2 separate regions of the Gossypium hirsutum genome follow, and region 1 is linked to region 2. A link is a contact called in public Hi-C data. All regions are on one chromosome and are shown on one strand. Each heading gives the region's core, a stretch centred on a gene start, on an enhancer-like site or on the middle of the called end of the contact. The rest is flanking DNA. Distances are from core to core; before and after follow the strand shown.

Region 1 (2,813 bases), core at 157-2,656, 180 kb before region 2:
ACTAGATCCATTATCTTTACGTATCTCTTTTTATTTTCCACCGTCCATTGCCCACTCCTGCATCCTCTATTATTTTCACCAACTCCACCCATTATTCCACCCCTATCATCCCGTAACCATATACTAGTCATAGTTAAAGCTCTTCGAGACTGAGCTTGTAAAGATAAATCCCATCCCATTTCAGCTACTTCTACTCCGAGTGTTATCTTTGCTTCACAAAATGAGTCGCTATGGCCCAATCTACCACAGAAAAAACAAAATAATGATAACCGTTCATATTTAAAATTAACATACGACTATCTCTCATAGAATGAAATTTGTTTCTTTCTTTTTAGAAGGTACCTTACATCAATTTGAACTCTAATTCTCATGAGATTTCTATTTTCCTTACCCATATTTAATCCATCATATTCTAGAAAAGTCCCTAAAAAATTCCCCATTTGCACCGCTAAACTCTCAGAGAATAAACCAATAGGGACATCATGTATCTATACCCAAAACGGAGTCATAACTAAGGGTACTTGTAGTGGATCCTCTCCCCAATTCAATTTATAAAGAAACAGCAAATGATTGTTAAAGGTCTAAGGAGAACCCTTGATGACTCTTTCCAGATCCTTATTATGAAAAAATTGGAACAAATACCTTTTCTCTCCCAAATCTCGAATCTAAACACCCCGAATCGGATACCACAAATTCGCTATAGTAATCTTCATTGCTAGAAAGTGAATAATACTAGCAGTCAAAAAACAGCCGACAAGTTGAAAAATCTCCCCCGTTCTTTCTCTGTTCAGATCTGGTTGTATTTGAATAACTTCTTCTTCTTCTTCATTAATTGAAAGTTGAGCCAGTTCATTTTCCATCATTGTAGGTGTAAATCTCACACTATGGTTTTTTACTTTAGAATGCAGAAGTTCGACACACAAGATGTGCCGACTGTAAAAATCACAAAAAGCCAAGCAAAACAGCAGAAAACCTATAAAACTTTTTGCCAGAGGCGGCAGACAGGAACGTGCTAGGGTAGCAAACACCATTAGGAACAACTTTTTTTTTCTTTTTGCAAGTAAAGGTATTAATGTATTTTAAATTTATGTATTCCATGCATTACATATATCGTAATATTAATTAATAAATTATTTATAATACTTTTATTATAATTTAAGTTTTTATATTCTCTATATTATAATATTAATAAATTTAAATATTATTTAGATATATATATTTTTATGACATTGTATTTAAAATAAATATTTTATCTTTTAAAAATACATAATAAAAATTGTCAAAATATTTTTAAAATATTTTTTTCATGGTGACGAAAATCTTGAAATGGTCCCCTGAGGAAGACAATGGGAGGAATATTTTTGGAAAGGCATTAAAGAACAAACAAATGCAGAGCAAAAAGTAATTTGGTTTTTCGATGAATAAATATATATAAGGAATAAGTTCGAGAGAAGGTGGGGCCGAGTGATGCCCTAGCCTTACCTAGTGGACTGCTTTTATTTTTATTTTCTCCACATTTTCATTTGGATTATGTAAAGCCATTGAGTACATTGATTATAATATATTTAATAATATGAAAAATAATATAATATAATATAAAAGTTAAATATTATCTTAGTTGAAATGGTAAAGTTGTATTGATAAAAATTATGATAATTTGGGTTTAAATATTTTCATTATTATTATGAGTATTAAAATGAATGAGTTTTTTATAATTTTATATCTGAATTAAGATTCGGTTAAAAGAGACACTAACTCAATCAAATGTTTTACATATGGTAAATATAGATGTAAAAAAATATAAATACGCTTAAAATAATATCTATTTCTTTATAAAATAAATAGACTTTTGATAATTTCATAGCTATTTATACTTGAAATGAAGTGAAAAGGGTGAAAGCAGTAGAAGAGATAAAAATGGCACATCAAATGGAAGTCATTGGAGATTGGTCGGAGATAGAGATGAAATTGGTAAAATATCAAATAGTACTCACTATTGTCAACATAAAATAAAACAATAATGTCGGTTTTTAACCACAAATGATAGATATGATGCTTTTGGGCAAATCAAACAGAAAACAAATAAAGAAGAAAGAAAAGAAAAGAATCATTCATGATAAAATTTGGGTGTAATTTTAGTCCATATGGAAACATCAGCATGAGATAAGCCACATGGTTTACGTTCAATAATTTGTTTAATAAACTTGGATTGTTCATTTCGATTGGTTTTGCTTAATTATAAATTGCCTTGAATATTCAGCAACATTTATGGTGTGATATGGCGGATGGATCTCCATTCCAGTGGTCCTTGTCTGCTTTTTATTCTATATGGATACAAAACCATAACTCAACAACATCAATCTACTATCCATTCTATTTCATTTAGTCAAAAACTAGCTGTTCAGCAACCTCTCTTCCAACATGAATACCAAAACTAAAACCCGCCCCTTTTCACATATATATACTCATATTTAATATATAGCAAACTCTAAAGCTAACAGTTGTTAAAGGTAGTTATCCCTTTCTTATGCCTGAACTCTTAAGTTTTTTCCTGCTATTAGGGTTTTGCAAGGATATGTGTGTGAGAGGTTTAATTGGCTACATTTTCTGGTCATTTTGGATGGGGTTTTGAAATAATGAAAGTAAGCTAAAACCTTGTGTTTAAATAATGTTGTAAGGGTAGAGGTAAGGGTAGTGGTAGGGGCCTCTTTTGTTATTTTGTTCTCTTGTGACAACTTATCTCTTCTCTTCCCTTTTTCTTGTTTTTGGGGATGAGAAATAAAAACCCACCCTCAATCTTGATAATAGAAACT
Region 2 (2,988 bases), core at 370-2,869:
GCCCTTAAAGAAAACTGAAAATATTAAAATATAATAATAGCAATAAACCAATAACTCTTGACATTTCATTCTCCTAAAAAAATTTCTAAATTAAACTCATTAAAATCACATTTAACGTTTAATCAACAACTTTATCAAAATCAACTGTGATGCGTCGTTCTTGTCTCACTCTAATTCGGCAGGCCTAGCAATAGTGGCTAGGAATAGCAATGGAGACGTCATTGATGGAATCAACATTCAAACACGTTTGTCAAATGTGTTTGTAACGAAGATTTAACGATAAGGCTTGGTTCCTCTTTGATTAATCATCATGGTTGGGGAAATATCATTGTCGAATCTGACTGCTTTCGAGCTATCCAAATGTTAAAAAGGAAAGGTTCATAAATTTGGGGATATCATCACTCAAACAACAAGCACCAGTAGCATTTGTTTTAATTTTGTTCATAGAAGTGGCAGGAGGCCAAGAAAGAAGTGCAATTGGCACATATTCACCACTTTGGTGTTATTCATTTCGTACTAAACTTGTAATTTTACAATGTTGAATGAATTTATCTTTTGGATAAAAAAGAAAAAGAATATTAAGAAATAAAAGAAAAGGAAGCATGGAGAAAAAAGCCCCAGACAAAAGCTGGTGTATATTCTTTCACTTTTTCTTTTCTTTTTCATTTTGTAAATATTTTCTTTTATCATGAAATGAAAGCAACGTCACATGCAAAGTGAAACCCCCTTACTAACTTACAAAATCTCATGCTCCTCCTCCTTTTCCATTCCTTATTTAGCTACTAACTTTATGCCCTAATCCTATTACCAATTTCAACATCTTACAAATCCCTTTTATCCATCAACTTTTGAATTCCACAACTCCTACCAATTCTCACTCCACATATGATTCAACTTAATTTTCATGTAATTAGTTTTTTTTATAAATTAATTAATCAAAATAAAACTCTAAACCTAAAATTTTAAAAATTTTCAAAACTTATGGGCTCGTTAAAGTCATTGAAATGGAAGTATTTGGTTAGCAGTAGCATTCGGTACGGTTATCACTAACGTTACATTCGCCATTTATTAACATAACTTGGCTAATAAGTATATAACAATGTTGATAGAGAAAACTTTTTTTTTTAATTTATAAAAATTGCCTTTCAATCCGATTTAATGGTATGTAGTCGTGCACGCATACATATATCAATGTGAAAATAAAATAAAAATAATTTATTTTTAAAATATTATTATTATTTAAAAAAATATTACAAAGCTATTAAGTTTTTCCATTAAAAAAAAAGTAACTTGATAATTTTCCCAGAAAGGACAAATAAATTAAACCATTGGGAAAATCCTTCTTTAATTACTTTCATAACACAGCCAACCAAACTTCAAAGATCATAAATGAAAAATAAAAATACAAAATGGAAGCATTTCAATTAAAAGAAAATGTGTTTTTATTTTTTTTCTCTTGTTGTGTGTGTTTTTAAAGGCATGATTACAAGCTTCAACGAACCCTTGAAGAAATCAATGATTCTCAAATCCCAAACTGCCTAACGTTACAGATTTCACAATGGGGATTTGGGCTCTTTTTTTTTTGCAAGCCATACTGGCCTATGTTTTGCCGTATTGGGAGTTAGGCCCAAAGAGGGTGGGACTATTGATTGAGGTTGATTGAGTTGGGCCCATACTGGCCTACTAATGCTCTCCTTTACGTTCATTTTTTTTCTCCATCTGGTCTTTTACTTGAGAGTTATATATGATTTTCTTGGCGGGCTAGGTATCAGTAGGATCTAGTCTTTGACATTTTTTTTTTCGTTTTGTTTTGTATTTATTGACAAGCTGAGCTTCAGAATAGAAGCCTGAATTTGATCTAGAAATTGATGAAAAGAGAAAATCGTCAGATGCAGATGTGAAAAGCAAGGTGATTGAAGTTTAGAAGAAGGAAGCTGAAGTAAAACACATGCAAGAAAATATTTTTAAATGAGAGCAGGCATTAGATAATATATTGGAGAAACTACAAGAGAAAGAAAAGGAACTTGAATTAAAAGTGAAAAACCAAAAGGAAAGGGAGAAGACCATCAAATCTTGCTAACAAGGAACAACTTTTTATTTAAAATATAATAAAAAGAATGAAAATGATAAATACAATAAAAAGAGAGGGTAATTTTGTCCTAAAATTCATATTTCGTTAAACTTAGATTACTTTAAAAAGAGGCCATAATAAAATTACACATTATATTACAAGATGATTGTAATGTGACGTTATGGTGTTAAGGTAAAGCCAAAGTAGCCTATTTAGCTATTGAGTATCGTCTCCACAGAGATTGACTATGTAAATCAAGTATTGCAAAATTAATTATTGGCAAATTGGTTGGTGATGAAAATAAATTTAAGTGATGGGTTCGATTAAATTAAACTAACCTAAATATACTTAAAATTAAATAAATAAATGAAGGAATGAGTATGCAAGCCTTTTAGAGAAATCACAATATCATGCATGTGTAAGAATAATTCTCCTTTCTAACTTAAAAACATTTAAATACTGCTAATGATGTTATAGGAAATTCCATGGCAACTTGGTATTTATTAATCTTATTTAGTTACGAGTACTTTGGCTTCTCTCAAAGTCCAAAGTTTAATCTCTTGTCTGCATATGCCTATGTCTGTTACGACTTTAAGGTTACATTTTCAGGAATCGCTTAAGAATTCAACTTATTAAATTATTAAGTATAACATATGTCTATGTCAACCACTTAGTAAATTTATTAAGCAGAAAAATAGATTAATGTGAGGTAACAGTAATATTTCTACACTGAAACAGTTTAATCACATTAATCCTAGGATTATGCAATGTAATAAGGTTCTCTCGAGTTTGTCTCGAATTATTACAAACTTTAACCTAATTCTCTTAAATATAGATTAAGTAGGCACCATTCAAACAGTGTGTCAATTAATTACAATACGATTAGGCTTTAACAATTAATTTAGTTGCATTCCCCA

What was found. A called contact is a pair of places that touch in the nucleus more often than the background predicts.
Region 1: a contact with region 2 is called in a Hi-C map of leaf, with 1.9 times the contacts expected there. The contact joins two enhancer-like sites. A contact is called at or near these places in 2 of 34 Hi-C or Micro-C datasets (hypocotyl and leaf).

Annotation. Positions count from the first base shown.
Region 1 is chrA02:11,622,349-11,625,161 of Gossypium_hirsutum_v2.1, reverse strand. It overlaps LOC121215984 (a long non-coding RNA gene), which reads left to right. Exons shown (of 5, transcript XR_005911957.1): 5 at 902-1,140. Among protein-coding and RNA genes, the nearest start is that of LOC121215984, 6.0 kb to the left of the region's middle. Within about 2 kb of position 1,406, at least 8 of the 9 cell types and tissues checked have an H3K27ac peak or open chromatin away from gene starts, as enhancers often do. A contact at or near this core is called in leaf, where this site is marked.
Region 2 is chrA02:11,439,097-11,442,084 of Gossypium_hirsutum_v2.1, reverse strand. No RefSeq gene overlaps it. Among protein-coding and RNA genes, the nearest start is that of LOC107910443, 30 kb to the right of the region's middle. Within about 2 kb of position 1,619, at least 2 of the 9 cell types and tissues checked have an H3K27ac peak or open chromatin away from gene starts, as enhancers often do. A contact at or near this core is called in leaf, where this site is marked.